2 separate regions of the Sus scrofa genome follow, and region 1 is linked to region 2. The links are chromatin contacts, called in public HiChIP or PLAC-seq maps. All regions are on one chromosome and are shown on one strand. Each heading gives the region's core, a stretch centred on a gene start, on an enhancer-like site or on the middle of the called end of the contact. The rest is flanking DNA. Distances are from core to core; before and after follow the strand shown.

Region 1 (4,293 bases), core at 189-2,688, 230 kb after region 2:
ATCTAAAGGTGAGGAATCATTATTAAGTTCATTTATTTAAAAATACAAAACTATCCAATCTAGAACCAAATTTGCACACAAGTGATCTTTCCCAAGGCATTAAGCAAGATATCTTCAGGATTAAACTAGTTTTTGTTTTACAACTAGCACAAACTTATTAATTTATGGATATTACAACCAAGGATAAAATTAAGATAAAGTGAGCTAAGTGCATTTAAAGAAAAATATTCAATGAATAATTACTCGCACATTATGTACACAAATTAGCAGAAACAGGCAAAATGTTACAGAAATAATTGAACCTTGGGGGAAAAAATGAGAGTTTGAATACTTAGAGGGGCACTTTTTCTAGTATATTATTTTACACTGTAAATAGGCAAGTACTTTTTATTAAGCAGATCACAAAAGAAAACCAACCACCCTGACTATCACATACAAATTTTTTTAAAAGACAATTTAAAAAGCAAACAATACGGCACATAGTGGCGGGGAGGGGGGGCACAGATAAAGTTATCACATAAAGTTTGAGTTATTTACAAAAATATGAAATGCTTGTAAAAGTAGAAAATATTTATATGATCAAATTGAAAAAACTGTCAAAGGGCTCAAGGTCTCAACAAGTGCTGTGGTTTTCCATCTTAGGGAAGAGATTAAAATTAATTTTTCACCAGTTTGTGGTGCAAAGGCAACTAGTACAAAAAGAAATGCATACTAGGAGTCTGCCCAAGAGCATCCTGCTTCTAAGAGTTTTTATTTTTAAGTTTACAGTTATTCAAGAACTTTCAGCTCTCTTCATATCCTCCATAAAAGAAATTATCAAGACACAAATAAAACTAATGAGTAGCCAAATTAACACGGATTTTTCAAAAAACCTTGCTAGGTTGACAAAGAGAGCAAGAGGGGTTCCAACTGTGGCACAACAGGATCAGCAGCATTTCTGGAGCGCTGGGACATAGATTGATCCCCAGCCCAGCACAAGTGGGTTAAGGATCCAGGCGAAGGTTGACACTGTGGCTCAATCTGATCCCTGGGTCAGGTAACTGCATATGCCTCAGGGCAGCCAAAAAAAGATGAAGACAAAATAACAAGAAAAAGCTGGACTGATAATGCTAGTAAAATATTGTGGAAAGGATCACATCAAAAAACAGGTCACTTCCCAAAACCTAATAAAAATTATCATTTATTAAGTACCAGACATCGTCCTAAGGATTTTTCACTGAAATTATTTCATCATCATCAAAACCCTGCAAGAGAGTTTTTAGCACGTTATACAATAGCTACCGAGTGATAATTTGACCTTGTTTTCATGATTCAAAAACTCACAAATTCAATGAAAAAACAAAACTCACAAACTCATGTTCTCCTATACAGTCTCATGACTCTAAAATTTCAAAAGCTTCTTACAACAAAGCAACAGTGTTGTCATCCTACAATACAGCAATGTCTGAATAACAACTTCCAAAGGAAGTTGCTCTTCCTCTTTAAATCCCTAAAAAAGGAAGAGCTAAGATTCTGTGAGGCTGAAGCAAAATTTGAGTATGTAGTAACTCTTCATTCCACATGTGTACTAAAGCTAATTACCTTCATTCACCCTAACACAATCCTCAGGAGCTCTACAGGATTCCATGGAATTTGAACAGAAACAGAATTCTAGAGTACCCATACCCATCAAGCGACTTAGCTTTGCCTTATCAAATTTCAGCAGTCAGAGCTAGAAATTGTGGGACCCCTTAACACAAAATTAGGAACAAAGGGCTAAGAAGAAACTTCCTTCACTTAAGCAGAGGGAATTTACTGAGATCTGAGGCAGTGTCTCCTGCCTAAATGATTAAATCACAGTTTATACATACCCACTCCCATTTCCAAATTTATTAGCTAATCTACTTACAGATGTCCCCACAGGTGGGGCAAGGGAGTTTCCCTGCCAAGAAAAAACTGGTGCCTATTTCTTTGTTGTCAATCTCTAATCAGATATGTCATCTGACATAACTATGTATGATAATGGTATTACAGACAAGGAAATAAGCATGGCTACCTGGACCAAAGATAAGTGTTTGGAATCACAAAAGTTTTCCATTGCTTATATACTTTCTTTGTGAATTTTAGGTCTGCAGTACTTGCTGACATTTATAAAAAGACATCTACAAGTCACTGTTTTCACGATACTCTTACCATTTAAAGAGTAAAATTTATCAACAATGGTCAGTGAAACTTTAGGAAAGTAATAAACTTTAAAACATTTTTTTCAACTATATTTTTCCCAAAGGTAGAATGAATATCTACAACACAAAACTGTTTGGGTTTTGTTTTGGTTTTTTTGTCTTGAACTGCCCCTGCGGCATACAGAAGTTCCTGGGCCAGGGATCAAACCTGCATCACAGAAGCAACCCAAGCCGCTGCAGTGACGCCACCAGATCCTCAGTCTGCTGTGCCACAAGGAACTCCCAAGACACAGAATTCTGAATTACAAATTTAGCTTTTATTTAAGGAAGAAGATGAAATGCCTATCCTCACCTGAAAGACTGGAGGAGTAAAGGTGGCATTATCAGGAAGTCAATAAACATATAATACATTGTAGGTAGTCAATAAATATTTAAGGGAATGATTTAATGTATTAATATACTGCATAGAAATCCCCCAACTTTCCCAACATAACAAATCTAACTCATATACCTTGAACATGATGTGTCTATATAATAAACTAATACACAAAAATCAAGGGTTTTTTCATATAACAATGACTCCTTTTAATACAAAATACATATATGAGAGACTCAGACCAGAGCAAATAAAGAAAAATGTTCTCTTACATGCTCTGCTCCAAACCTCTCCACTTGGGATACCTCTGCTGAGAAAAAAAATAGTAGAATCGAATAATACATTTTGTCAGAAACTTCTTCAGAGTTAGACATAACATGGGTGTCAGAAGGCAGCACAAGATGAGCCTGTCAGATAAATTACTAAGGCAATGAAAATTTTAAAAAACATACCAAAAAAATTATTCACTATCATGCAACTACTCAGTTTAAATGACTGACATCAGTATCTCTCAAGTTCTGATCAAAAGAAAGGCATTTGAGAGGTGGGAGTATGTCATGCATTGAGTAAAGGCAGCAAGTGATATTGTGGGAAAGGAAAGGGTAAAGAAAGGGCGTGATGACAACTAAAACCAACCTAATTCTTTTGCCTCTTAACCTTAATCATATTTATCCTTAACTATTCAAAAAGAAACAGAAGCTGAACATAGTAAGATACTGCTATAATGTGTGGCCCATATAAAAGCAACTTACCTTGCAACATCCACAAAAACAGCTTCCATATGATTTATAAAGATTTTGTAAATAAAATAAATTGACCTAATAAAAGAAATTTGTTTCTAGAAAAAAGTCATGGTATTGCAATTATTTACTCAGCGTTTGCTACAACAAGAAAGATCCCTTCCAGAAAGTTTTTCACTGATTGCACCCTCACCTTGCTTTAGCCTTCTAAAACTAGGCCCAAATTTCTCGTTTTCCATCTAATACTACCTCGAATCTTAAATATTCAAGGTAAAAATATCCTCTAAAAGAAAGAAAATGGACCAGAGTGGGGAAACACAGCTGTAAGTCTTTAAGCCCTTCCTGTAACCTATTTATCTCCATGGATTTTTTTGTTTGTTTTTGCTTTTTAGGGCCACACCTGTGGCATATGAAGGTTACCAGGCTAGGGGTCTAATCGAACCTACAGCTGCTGGCCTATACTGCAGCCACAGCAACGCCAAACCCAAGCCACCTCTGTGACCTGCACCACAGCTCACGGCAATGCTGGATCCTTAACCCACTGAGCAAGGCCAGGGATCAAACCCTCAACCTCATGGTTCCTAGTCAGATTTGTTTCTGCTACGCCACAACAGGAACTCCTCCATGGATTTTTAGAGACTTTTGAGGACATGATACAGTCTTAATCACTATTCATACACCTCCTTGACTCGCTTTCTAAAAATCATATACAATTATCATCTAATTCAAGCTACGACAAAAAAATGCCATTCAAATAAACCAAGTGGTAGTTTTCATGGTATTATAACAAAGACCAAACTATATATACAGTGCCTTCTCTCCAAATGATAAGAGTATTTGATGACTACAGGCACTCAGGAGATATGACAATGCTCAGGGAAAAAAAAAAGTCCAAATAATTAAACTAGCTTCCAAACTATTTTATAATATTTGTTACCTTGATCAGACTAGTACTAGACAAGTCAACAACCATCAGCAACAGCTTGTTTTAGCTCCATGAAATAAAATCTGGGTA
Region 2 (4,228 bases), core at 73-2,572:
AACAACCCAGGAGACCTGAAATTGTTAGCTGTGGCCTTTGTATGTAGTTGTACTCACTCGAATAGTCATATGAATGAACCTTTTCCATTTGCAAGCCACTTTCTGAGAAAAAGTCTTTTTTTGTTGTACTTTATCAAACATCTCAGTCACTGTCAAAATTTGCTCAGGCTATACTTTTTCTGCTTCCCTGACAGATCGATCCCCCAGTCAGAATTAACTGCTTTTCCCTTTCAGCAACCACATACATATATGGCTAATTAGCACTTGCGTGATTCAGCTAATTGTTAACAGCTGTCTTCCCTTAAAGCTTACAGCGGGTTCTTGAGGACAAGAAGGCAGTGTCTGATTCATCTTTGACAGCCTTATTCCTTCAGTGTAAATAAGAGTACCCTGCGCATAATGCTCCATATAGAACTAAATTTCAGGCTAGTTCTACTTAGATTTAGAAATCTGTCTAGCTCTGTTCTCACCTTCCCCACTGCTCTGCTTAATGCTTGACAGACATCACTCTGGTAATATGCCTGGCTCCAGTGATGTGCTTATAATCATCCTTCAGGTACTGCTGGCTTCTCTTTTACTCTTTCCTGTAACACATTATCACTTCCTATTGTACTACATAAACTACTTCTTTATTATGTTTACTTTACTTTTCCTGGTGAGAATGTAAGTTCCATGAAGGTAAGAATATTTGTTTATTGATAATTCCCAAGTACTTTGAAGAGTGCCTGGCATGTACAGCATATACTCAACAAATGTTTGCCTGACTGTAACTATATTTCACAGACACACTGCATTTGGGATATATTTAAATAATCAACAAGTAACAAATTAGGTTTTGTCTCACTGGGTTATTTGAAAGCTAAGCATGAAGAAGGTGGCTGCAGCAACAATGCCTTGTACTTCATCATCCTATACACCAGTGACAGATCTAGAGGGACAGACACATTCCCACTTCATAGTGCGAATCTTATTGTGAAACTATCAAAGCAATTTTTTGAGACAATTCTGTGAAGTTAAATTAATACTATAATGAACACTTTTCAGATACAAATATAAGGCAAATTGGTAAGCTAATGTGATTTGAAGAAATAGGAAAAACAAATCAATAGTAAAAATTTTCTGTGAAAAGAAAATGCTTTTAAAAAACCCATAAAACCTATGTGATTAAAAAGCCTTGTTTTCAGAAAGGGAAGAGGGAAGTGGAAAAAGGAAGCATATATTTTTCTGAGATTTCATCAGAATGGAACAGCTGACTCATTTACAGAACATTTAACTGACATACTTTTTGAATTTAATACGCAAGTGGGCAGAAAAAAAATCCAGCAGACAACATTTGGTACAAAACATTCCAAAGGTAACTCTATATTATTATAGAGTTTAGAATCAGTTTAAGTCATTTCTTCTTATATCAGTTGCACTAATGCAAACAGATTTTAGCAGCACAATTGCCATTCTGGCTGACCTGAGCAAGGAGCTTGGAATGACACTTTATGTTTGCTGCAGCCTGGGCAAGAAGCCACTCTGCTGGCCTTTACACCCTTGATTCATAAAGCCAACAGTCTGACTGCTAAAAACCCAATTTCTGATTTTTTTTTTTGGTAAAATCTTTATTATAGTTTCTGATTGGATTCATTTAACCTCCCCCCCCCCACAGGATTCCCATTTTGCATTTACCTGATTCTTAAGATCCTTTTCTTAGGAAAATGTGCGGCTCCAAACATTAACAAGTAGATGGTGAGAGTTTATGTTTTAACTGACTTCTGTCGTTTGTATATTTCCCTGATAACTCCTCATTTTCACACAAAGCACGGAGGGCAGCTGTTGCAATCGAACATTTCCTGCTTCCACATCCCTCCAATCTCATTTGAAGACATCAAGGATGACCACAGACAGTCTATTCTGATAATTTCTGCCATGCAACCACAGACCCACAAGGGTTCTCTACTTCAACACAACAGGCTTAACCATAAATATGTGATTTTTTAAAAATAAAAAAAATGCAATAGTGATTTATATTTTGAAAACAATAAAAGATAGTTTTAATTTTTCATATTTTAGAATTTTAATTCAAAGGTGCAAATTTAAATTTATATTCAGAAAACTAAGCTCCTCCAGGAAGAATCCAAGCCTTAATGCTAGACTGCCCAAACTCAACTTTAGTCACTTCATCAATCAAGTAAAAAGTTTTTATGTTTTCAGTAAATAGTATGACCTTCATATGTAGTATATGGAGCTTTTAATTGGTACATTAACTTCTGACTTCACTTGTTTGAGTCTTTATGTTTCTAAAAGAATACAGCTAAATCTAATTGACCAACATATTTATATTAATCAGACTTCTATTTTAGTAATAAAAAGTACATGGCTGTTTAAAAAATTTTATTACATCTATTTCTTCCATTTATGTCATAGTGAGAGTAGAAGCTCAGAAAATATTTAAAAAAATAAATCACTATAAACATTTTCATATGTGCTGACTCTATCCCCTCTAAGCACAAGTGTTATAAAAGCCACACATCCTTTCCAATCTTTTAAAAAATCAAAGATTTTATGGAATAACATAGTTTTATTCTTTAGAGTTCAATCCAACAGCAGCCTCAAGGATTTTAAATGATTCCTTGACCATTTCCTGGTCCTGACAGATGGAGTCCTATAAAGATGTCAATGAGAAGCTCAGGCTAAAGAGGATGCTTCTCTTTCCCATGTGGGAACAGAGCAAGGACCACTTAAACAATCCCCTAGATTTTTTTTCTTTTGTCTTTTTAGAGCTGCACCCGCAGCATATGGAGGTTCCCAGGATAGGGGTCGAATCGGAGCTGTTGCTGCCAGCCTACACCAGAGCCACAGCAACAGGGGATCCGAGCTGCATCTGCGACCTACACCACAGCTCATGGCAACGCCGGATCCTTAACCCACTGAGTAAGGGCAGGGATCAAACCAGCAACCTCATGGTTCCTCGTCGGATTCGTTTCTGCTGCGACGAGAACTCTAACAATCCCCTAGATTTTTAAAAAAAGTGATGCAAATGGTATTTTCATATCATTATTCAACATTATTTGCTCTTCAAAGTAAATAATTATATTACTCATACTAAGAAGAGAAATTTAAAAGCTGGGTTTGAACAAAGCCTTTTATTACTGGCATCATCACCTTCCCCTCCCACTGTTCATACGTTTAGAACAATTTAGTAAGTACAAATACATTGAATGTTTTCCCTATTTCAAGCTCATCTCATCTTCAATTATTCCTATTCATCAAGGAGATGTGAATATTTATCTTCCCCTAGTTTGGGGAACCACTTCTATATACACGGTAGAAAGTAAAGAAAAATATGTATATATAGAGCTAAAATGAGCAGTGAAGACCCTCCTGAGCTAATAAAATTTACTTTAAAAACTGATTTAGGTATCTAATCACTTAAGCTACTAGAAGCTGTGATCTTATCAAATATTAACATACATTATACAGATAGCAGGCTAATTCCCTGTGAAAATAATTTTATCTTTCTACATTCTGGAAACACTTTTAACTTATAATTTATTAAATTTTGAAAATAAATAAGTCATTTGGTTTACTTTTCTGCCTCTATGTGAAGATACTCAAACCATGGTTTCCAGATACAAAAAATAACTCAATACAAACTACTCCTTGACCTATGACTTGACCTGTAGGCAATAGTAGTGTGTTTGTATTACTTCAACACTGACAAGAAATAATTCTCTGATGAAGTATTTTGTCCAACATGGCCATTAAGTGCTACTTCAACAGTTTAAAATCCTACTCTCCAGACATCTATCCAGCTTCTGATCGTGCATTTACATTTTACTCTTCTTTTGAAGAAATATGATCAGGACTGCTTAAGAATATGAAAATCTCTACTAGCCAGAAAAGCCAGTGTTATGAGATGACCACTGTGATAGATGAAAAAAAATTAATAAATAAGGTGTATAGGCATAATAATTTAGACTCATATTATCCCTTTTATTTTTTTTAACATGGGGGAAGGTAGGAGGGTAGAAAACATTTAAGTATTTAAGGAAATATTTTCCAGTACTTGAATTAAAACAAACTCTAACAACAAAGAAAAATCACTGTTTTATAATACTTGATATAAACAGTATACTTTCTATTAAAATGATAAAGAAAAAAATGACACTAGAAGCATGGTCCCTAAAAGAAAGTCTGATAAATCGATGCTACCAAAATTTTTGTGTTCAAAATATATTTA

What was found. HiChIP or PLAC-seq counts read pairs in DNA pulled down with a chosen protein or histone mark.
Region 1: a contact with region 2 is called in an H3K27ac HiChIP or PLAC-seq map of alveolar macrophages. The contact joins two enhancer-like sites. A contact is called at or near these places in 1 of 47 Hi-C or Micro-C datasets (embryonic fibroblasts) and 1 of 2 datasets of contacts at active chromatin or transcription factors (alveolar macrophages).

The regions. Positions count from the first base shown.
Region 1 is chr12:15,804,998-15,809,290 of Sscrofa11.1, forward strand. All of the region lies in intron 1 of TANC2 (protein TANC2), which reads right to left. Among named protein-coding and RNA genes, the nearest start is that of TANC2, 6.7 kb to the right of the region's middle. Within about 2 kb of position 1,439, at least 6 of the 83 cell types and tissues checked have an H3K27ac peak or open chromatin away from gene starts, as enhancers often do. A contact at or near this core is called in alveolar macrophages, where this site is marked.
Region 2 is chr12:15,578,174-15,582,401 of Sscrofa11.1, forward strand. All of the region lies in intron 7 of TANC2 (protein TANC2), which reads right to left. Among named protein-coding and RNA genes, the nearest start is that of CYB561, 140 kb to the left of the region's middle. Within about 2 kb of position 1,323, at least 16 of the 83 cell types and tissues checked have an H3K27ac peak or open chromatin away from gene starts, as enhancers often do. A contact at or near this core is called in alveolar macrophages, where this site is marked.